Regions from separate parts of the Gasterosteus aculeatus genome. Here region 1 is linked to region 2. A link is a contact called in public Hi-C data. All regions are on one chromosome and are shown on one strand. Each heading gives the region's core, a stretch centred on a gene start, on an enhancer-like site or on the middle of the called end of the contact. The rest is flanking DNA. Distances are from core to core; before and after follow the strand shown.

The links. A called contact is a pair of places that touch in the nucleus more often than the background predicts.
Region 1: a Hi-C map of whole body shows a contact between it and region 2, with 5 times the contacts expected there. The contact joins the promoter of grxcr1a here to the enhancer-like site in region 2. A contact is called at or near these places in 6 of 6 Hi-C or Micro-C datasets (blood and trunk muscle, liver, skeletal muscle and 2 more).

What each region holds. Positions count from the first base shown.
Region 1 is chr4:8,068,084-8,072,529 of fGasAcu3.hap1.1, forward strand. grxcr1a (glutaredoxin and cysteine rich domain containing 1 a) reads left to right here and starts at 2,892. Exons shown (of 4, transcript XM_040175167.2): 1 at 2,892-3,396. The coding sequence starts at 3,019.
Region 2 is chr4:8,022,386-8,026,869 of fGasAcu3.hap1.1, forward strand. atp8a1 (ATPase phospholipid transporting 8A1) reads right to left here. Exons shown (of 36, transcript XM_078101988.1): 17 at 4,187-4,269; 18 at 3,350-3,399; 19 at 2,961-3,030; 20 at 2,044-2,128; 21 at 835-974. Among protein-coding and RNA genes, the nearest start is that of atp8a1, 41 kb to the right of the region's middle. Within about 2 kb of position 2,961, at least 2 of the 9 cell types and tissues checked have open chromatin away from gene starts, as enhancers often do.

The DNA of each region.
Region 1 (4,446 bases), core at 1,642-4,141, 46 kb after region 2:
CTGGAAACTGCTAACGTTGAACCTCTCCTGAATGTACCTTTTAGATTGAATTCAAGCTATAAAAAAATGGCATGAGACCATTTTTCCTTTTTTGTGGTTTTAGAAAAAGTCAACAATGGCAAAAAAACACAGACGTGTTCATGGCTGAACACAACGCTTTGAGTCTCCATCTCATCGGGAGACATCAATCCTGCTACCTTCTCACTTGGTTTCCAGAAGTGTGTTATTGATTTTGTCAATAATCATTTCTCCTTCTCTCAAGACTGATCAAACCGAGCACCGGGATGCAGCCATCAGACCCGAAGCGGCATCCTTCATTTCTCTGCCTACAGCTCTCAAGGGAGCGATTGGGCAGCTCGACATTTTGCTGTGATTGAATTGCACTCTGCCCCCTTGTGGAGATTGATCCTCAGTCAGGGGCGGTGAGGTGGTTGGATGGCCACAGGCACACAAATGGTGAGTCTCTGCAGAGTCATTTTCCCTAAAGCTCTGTTCACGATTAACGTGTGTGGACCGTGTCAAACCTGCACAGCGGCACATTTAACGATCCATAAGAGGCGAAGAGTTGCATTAAATACAGTTCTCTCCAGATGTGGAAGATTAATCTGATTCTGTTCTATTACAGAAACTCAACAAGAATGTACTGAAAATCACTCCTATTGTGAAGTTAACATGAAAAACATGCTGGGGATCTATGAATACATCTTTTTATTCAATCTGCAGAAAATTAAAACCATTTATCACTCTGCATCGCGTTCGACTTCCTCCACTCAGTCGCGGCCGAGCCGACTGAAAGCAGTGAAATTAAAGAGCATTAAAGTATTAATCTTTTCAAATTGCTTTTTTAATAGGAGTGGAGGTGGCTGGCGAGGCTGCATTAGTGCTACTGATGAGGAGGGCCGAGGGAAAAGCTCTTCAGGTTGGATGGACTATCTCCATCTTAGTGGTCGCCCGTCTAAATGTGCTAAAATGAGATAAAATGTCTGCTTGGCTCGACATGGCGTACTGTAACGTCTTATCCTGGAGTCAAACAGCCGGAGAGGTTTGTATGATTGAGAAACTTCTCCATGATATAAAAATGAACTAATTAAAATGAATTTTAAGAACACTGTGTCATGTAAGCAGCTTTACGAAACTGAGCGCCAAGACTACAGCACATAAAATAATACAAAACAAAAAACATTTAATTCTCTGTAACACTAAATATTTTTGCCTGAAGAAGCAACGAAGATGGTAAATGTTAAAATGATATATGTTATATATTTTCATCCTGGGCTGTGGGTGAGTGTGTTTGTGTGTGCGTTTGATCCCCCACAACGATGCACATACACACATTACACATTGCGGTTTCACACTAATCCCCTTATCGCCGGACAAGAAAAACAGAAATACACCAGCAATTCAGCACAGAAGAAGAATGCTATCAAGAAAGCATGGATCTAAAAAAAGTCCAGGGTCAAACAGTTAAAAATGCTTGGTTTTAGAGATATTTTTTGAGGAAGTAAATGCAGTCAACATCTTTAGACAATACACCCGCAATGCTTTCTGGGAAGTAACAGGTACAGTAAACGGAAACGTTGGTTGTTTACACAGAAAATCTCATAGAAACTCCATTGACAACTCTTAGATTTACCGCACAACACAAGCACACACAACACATTATGGTGCAGTTTGAGTCCAGTCTAACTAAACCCCTCATAGACGCGCACGACATCACCTTTCACCAGCAAAGCCTCGCAGACCTCGGACCAGCGAGACGAGTCGAGTCGAAACAGCACAGTTCAATTTCACGTGGAATAACCACAGAATCACGAGGAATCGTTCACAGCAAGAAGATCATGAAGAAGTTTAGGTTTCCAAACTGAAGTTAGGAGCCCTATCATCAATTTTAAGAGAAGAAAAGGCAGAGATTTAGAAAAGTAGAAGTGATTAAACCGTCACCTGCTCCTCAGGTGGTAATTTCAAAGTGAAACGGGATCCAGCATCTCAGCAGCAATAATATACAACACACCGCTACAGGGCTTTGTATTGATTACACTTTCCTGGATGGATTTCTAATGATCAGCACAATGTGAACACTGCAAACAGCTGAAGCATCACATCCCCGCTGGGAGCCGCTTCATCACCTGCGACACAAAGAAAACTGCCCGAGGCGTCTCTGTGGACAGGTTGGCGTGTTGTGTCCCTGAGACATGACCCATGTGCATGACCCTTAACGTCATGTAACGTAATGTCTTTAAAAGATGTCACAGGATGTTATTTTATCACATTCTTTTACATAGACGATAACAACAATGTTCGGTAAACTAAACTACACCGTAATTAAGATTTAAGTGAAGCTAACCTGGTTAGCTAACATGCTAATTAGTTTAATTAGCATCTTGTGTTAGCATGGTGTTCTTTTGTTTGTGCTGAGTGAATACAGGTAATTTAACTTACACGTGACTTAACTTACAAGTAACAACAACTTACTGCTGATTGTTTGTGGACCAAGGTGTTTGCTGAATAAGTGTGTTGTTTTCAGCAATCTGGCTCTTTATGCATGAAATTACTTATTAACATATAGTGCACTGATAATAACAATAATGTTGTTGTGGATCATGTAACTCATTTAGAGGCAATTGTCGCCTGCTATCTCGTCCTGAGAGGCAGAACTGTATGTTTGCTTGATTAAAGAACACAAAGTCAGACCATGAAAAGTCTTCAGTCAAAGCTTTGCTGAAAACTGTGTAAACTGTCATGAATAATTAAAAGACAACTATCCTTTTACGTGCGATGGGCTTGCTGGGTTGCCATGGTGGAGATGCATGTATTATTTACCATCGCTGTGTGTCCCGCTGTAAGGCAGCTTACAGGCTCTCAGTCTTTTTTTGACCTGTTCTCCCTGCGAGGATTAAACCTGGTGGTAATCCATGGGGGACAAACTGGCGCGTCCCAGCTGAGTGTCCACTTCCGAATGAGCAGAGAGGAGCCGCACAGCGTCGCCGTCGACCATGTAATGTGCCAGGAGGGTTCCCAATGGAGGCGACGACGCCGATGGCTGGGCAGGAGAAGCCGCAGAAGCGGGTGAGGTTCCGCGTGGCTTCGGGGAACAGCGGCCGGGTGCTGAAGGAGATGTTCAAGGACGAGGGGCCCTCGGGCTCCCTGGATTCGGATTGCACCAGCGGCTCCGACGCAGAGCGGGCCAGCACCCCCTCCACCAGCGGAGAGGCGCACCCGTACGGGTCCCCGGGCTGCGAGCCGGACGAGCTGCTGACGTACGCGGGGGCCACCAAGGACTGGATGTTCACGACGAAGAGGGTCAACATACTCAGTAAAAATGGGACCGTGAGGGGGGTCAAGCACAAAGTCAGCGCAGGTCAGACGCTGTTTGAGAACCTTCTCAGTTACAACAGTGTAAGTACTTCTGAAAAGGGCCTGGTTACATCTTATTGCTTCATTTAGTCTGGAATATCACACCAGCGGGTCCCATCGGTGGCCTCCAGTCTACTTACGGGTGAGAGGCGTAAGAGCTCACAAGAGAGGACAAGATGACAGCACGATTAAAGATTAATGATACATTCCAGTAAGTGTTTCAGGAGTAGCCGATCAGGTTAATGAATTCCAGGTGCTTTCTAGTGTCTGCTTTCGGATTCCGATGTAACTCTTTGGCTCGTGTGCCAATGCAAAGGTTATGTCGAGGGTCATATTGAAGAAACAGGGACATGCCATTCACAATATCACCAACGACGTTTCTAAGGACGCCACCACCAATGTCTGTTTGATTACACCCCTCACGTTTTATGCAGCTGTCGCTTTATTAATTGAAATAATACAATAATTGTGTTCATCGCTGTGCAGAACAACATCTTTTTCTTTTGGCTGCAATCGCATTCGTTAACGACATAACATGTGGAAGTTGATTGTCTCTCTATGGTAAATTTATTTTGAAACTCAAAAGAAGGGACACTTATACAAGTATAGAGACATGTGGTCTGCTTTCTTGAAAGTAATGTTAATAATAAATGAATGGTTAAAACCTTTTCTAATGAGCCACTCCATATGAAGGGATTACAAATGATAACCTTCAAAGACAAGGCCTCAGGGATTAGTTTCCATATTTGGATCTCCTTTAGTGAAATCCTGGCTTCACCTTGACAGGCTGTACATCATATCAAATCACAAAGCCGCTCAGTTCTCAATGACGTGAAGCAGTTCAAGACCCCAACATTTGCCTAAATTATGACAGGGCTTAGAGAACTGAACATTAAAGTATTTTTTATGAAAATGCTTGTATTCATACTTCGAATTTTGCCTAAATAATTCAGATTTTAGTACTTTTTCACAATTGTAAAAGCTGTACCAGATATAAGAAATGATCCATTACACAAGCGCGGAAATATAATCATATAAAATCAAGCCAATATCTCAAAGACATACACAGACATTTGACATTGTTATGTTAGC
Region 2 (4,484 bases), core at 1,711-4,210:
GGTATGAAAGATGTAAAACAGCTTCTCAAGCCAGAACGCAATTACAAAAGAATGAATGCTTTTTTTCTTCCTTTATTATCACTAACTAGCTCCTATCAAGGCTGAACAATATGCAGTACATCACATCTTAACAGTTCATTACACGATAAGCAATCGCTCTGGAGGATTTTGTTTGTGAGGTGACGAAGGAGTAACTTCAGATGACTGATTTCACAATGTTGGAATGTCTCCATCTTTTCCAGCTTCACTGCAACTCCATTGTGCCCCCATGTGGCTTTACGGCGCGTATTTCTTGACATGGGTGGCCCTGAACAGCAATGAACCTCAAACCTTGGCAGCGTCAATGCCGCACTCTTCCCATTAAGCAGTGCACATTACGTTTTTCCCTCAAAAGGCTTTTATGTATATTTCTTGATTTATTGCCTCCATTTGTTTTGGGCAGCCACAAAGAACACGCCAAGTGGTTGATTTACGACCGTGGCTTCTTGTGTTTGACTAGCATTTCCACATGGACCAACCTCACAGAAAACCAAATTCTACCTGCAAGTGAAACCTCAAATCTCCCTCACACTTTTTTTACTTTCCGGGTGGAACTGCAATTACGCCATAAATGACACAGGAAGTCTTGGGCTTTTTGCCCCGGCAGGTTTTTTCTGCAAACAAATCGACGCCCTTAAAAAAAAAAAAAATTGATTTGAATGAAACCATGTACGTTTTTTAATTGAATTTCACAATGACATGTGTGATGTCGGGACTGGTTTAGGGAAGAGTACACGAGCTGATGGCACGAGGGAATAAAACAACACAAACACATTCAATTTTCAATCTGCAAACCTTCTCTATCAGTTCATAGCTCTCCTCCAGCTTCAGGGATCTGTTCTGCAGCGAAGTGCTGGCTCTGCGGTGGATCTCCAGCCACTGCTGGTAGGACGACTCACTGACGTCCGCCACCGCAAAGCACAACGTGCGGAGCCCTGGAAGAGGAAAAACGCATCGTCACCCGGGTAAAAACGTCATGGTATTTCAGGCGGGTAGTTCACACTTGTTTTAAGCTGTTCTCATCCATAGTCCGTCCATTGCCTACACAAGAGGTCAGTAAGCATGCCCCAAGTTTAGAGAGGCCGATTAGAGTACTAGTAAAGGAGTCTCCTGCTGGGGACGGGACCCGGATTCTCACAATGTCAAAAGCTTGTACAATAATCAAAAAAGGATTTCATATCATATGAATATCTGCGTATCAGCGTAATGTGAGGAGCCCCGGGCAGCTGCAGGCGTGTACAGGTCTGTACTTCAGGACACAGTAAACAACCACAATGGCCGCTCCTGAAGAGGTTACTTATGAGGCGAGTTACATAAGTACATAGACTATGGATAATTACATTGGAAGACCTTACTTTATAAAAAGATCCAAAACATCTCTACATTTTTCAACACATTCTGGGCCACTTTGAAATATATGTATATGTCATTTTATACTTTATTAGGGGTGATTAATTATGTATTATGATACATGAATAATTGTGTTTTCATTTCAAATCCCCAATATCAAAATATAATTTTGATTTATAGGTTATCTGTTCAATGCAAATTATATTAAAGAAAGATAAAATATGTTGCTATTAATAGGTCATTCTTGTCATATATATATATATATATATATATATATATATATATATATATATTATTCATCATTTTGCAAATGACAGTGACTGAAGATCTTCACAATTTGTCACTAATGCTATATTTAGCCAAAATTAGATATTCAAAATGACATCATTGCTGGTGTCTCGCGAGGGGGCAGCATGAACACAGAACTCGAGTCTGATGCAGTTTCTTTCAGCGCCGCCACTCTAGATTTATAATACGTCAACATACTCATACGAGGATTTACTGGTCATCAGGTAAGGATAAGCTTCTAGGGAAAGATAACTTCTTCTGCTGCAGCTTATGATGATCAAGTGGTGAGAATGACCGAATCAGATTTGAGGCGTCCTAAGTGCTGCTTTTCTATTGGCAGACAGGGGGCGATGTTGGTCTACTCACCCTCGGTGGCAAACCATTCCAGGTGCTTCAGTGTAATCTCTTTGTACCTCGAGCTGTCTGCCAAGCGATCATAGATCACTGTGTCCTGAAGAGAGAAAAACACACATTGGTTATTGACACCCGGAGTGGAAAGAAAGGAACCTGCTTGGCTCCGGCTACTGCGCAAATAGGCAGGTTCTCAGGTAGGATGTGGCCCTTTGGATGTTTCGTTCGCCCTTTGTGTTTGTACTACCCAAAAAGCTTTATGTACCGTCATCATACACTTAAAAAATCAGTTGCTTACAGGGGAATTATTACATCTTCTACAAATGTATCTGGGTAATTTAACGGATAAATTGTTATAGGAGTAATGTGTTTAAATAACATTGAAAAGCCAAATCGTTGAGGGGTTCAGCCTCAAACTAAAATCAAACATTATGCTTGTTGATATTCGCCCACACACATAAACATGGCGGCAAATAAAAATAATATTTTTATTTTGTGAAGCCCATTTAACAACCAAATAAATAATAAGACAAGATTTAATAAGATAAGTATGTATAGAATTACAAAATAGTTACAGCCTTGAGAAGCAAGCTAATTCATAGCAGAATATAGAACAGCGTGTTCTCCCATCAAACGTTTTTTCTTTTCTGAATGTACTCAAACTGAAACGAGTCTGACTCGGTCTCTAACTCCCTATCTGGGAAATATAATCTACGTCTAAACTAGATTTAGCGGGGATACATGTGTGAAATATCACAATCTCGCTTTATGCTGCTGCTCATTGACAACAAGTCGCGACGAGAGCGAAAGGCAATAAAGGGAGAAGAGGCTTCAACACTTGTGTGTGTGTGTGTGTGTGTGTGTGTGTCCGTGTGCCTGTTAGTGTGGTGATGAGCTGTCGCGCGTTGCCATGGAGAGAGACGGAGACTCACCGCTCCTTTGCAGTAGAGGCGGATCTTCCCAGATGGGGTGCGCATTATGACCGACATCCTCTTCCTCGTGCTGCGAGGAAGAAAAGGCACAAAACCAGGAGAGAAAGCAGGTCAGAGAATATCACATTACAAGGCGGTCCAGCCACTGTGGCAGATTATCACGTAGTGATGGGATAGTACAAGTCTGCTAAAAGTAGAAAGAGCTGGCTAACAAGAAATCCCACAATCAACGAGTACAAATCATTAGGGACACAGGACAGTAATCAACTCTGACATGCAATTATCTTGAAACAATATTTCATGTGAAGCCATTACTGCGAAATCATAGTTTACAACAGCAAAACGCACAATAACTAATGAAAGCAATAATGCTGCTATCAGTACTTTACCTCGTAAACTCCAACACATGAAGTAGTTCGTATTTCTCCTCGGCACCGGGCTAAATCCAAAGAGACAGAAACATCAACATACTCCAAAGGGACACATCTTCACCAGTCGTCTTCTGAGACACACCTCATCTTAAGTAGAACAAGCCATCCTCCTCAAATCCACCCATATTTCACCATGACTGTGTTTATCAGCATTGAGCTGGTGGAGGGGGAATTCAAATTGTAAAATTCAATTAACTTTCTTAATTGTTGAGATCGCGTGGAACGAGACACAGTGATTAAACAGATGCAGAGAGCTGTAGAAGGCCCAACAAAGGTTAAGATATCGGACGTTTTGGAGACGAGATGTTCTCAGCAGAGAAAAACATTGTTTGAAAATGGTGATTGTTTTTATAGACTTCTATAGTAGATCTTTTTTTATGAGTGTTCTTGTACTGTGGATGAACAACACTACAAAAATAAAGGTTAAATTAAAGAAAATACATGTAACGTATATACATCCTGCTGCTGAAGTATTAGAACTTGCTCTGTGGGGATAAACAAAGGTTTATCAAACAGTTAACATCACTTCTAAAATATAAGAGTAAAATTTCAAACTCACTGACTTGGGTTTGGTAAGCAAACGAGCTGTCGCTTCAAAGTTATTGTACAAACGTGAGAGCTGAATAGGTCTTACCATCTAACTCTCGGTAACAGAGAAACTAAGGGCATATCCAAACTTTTTAATTATTCCATTCACAAAGAAAACCAAAAAAGTGGAAACTCTAGCAGAGTGATGTGTGTAGTAATCTGTAGTAGTGTAGATAATCCAGAGTACAATAACTTGTACCGACTCACCATTTCCACAATGACGCTGTCCGGGGTTCTACCAGAAAACACAAAGCCCAGCGTTTGTGCTGCTCTCACCAGAGCCCCTTCATCTTAAAAGCAAAAACGAAAAAACAGATGAACGCGGATACAGAACAGTGCTGTCTGAAGATAAGATGATATCTCTAGATATATCTAGATGATAGATGATACCCAGGTTCACATTTTGTGTGTTGAGGGGGTTCTTCGACCCGTTTCTCCCGATGCAGGCAGTGACTGAAAGCTGTGGATCATGTGGCTGATGCTACAGCTTGCATGAGGATGCTGC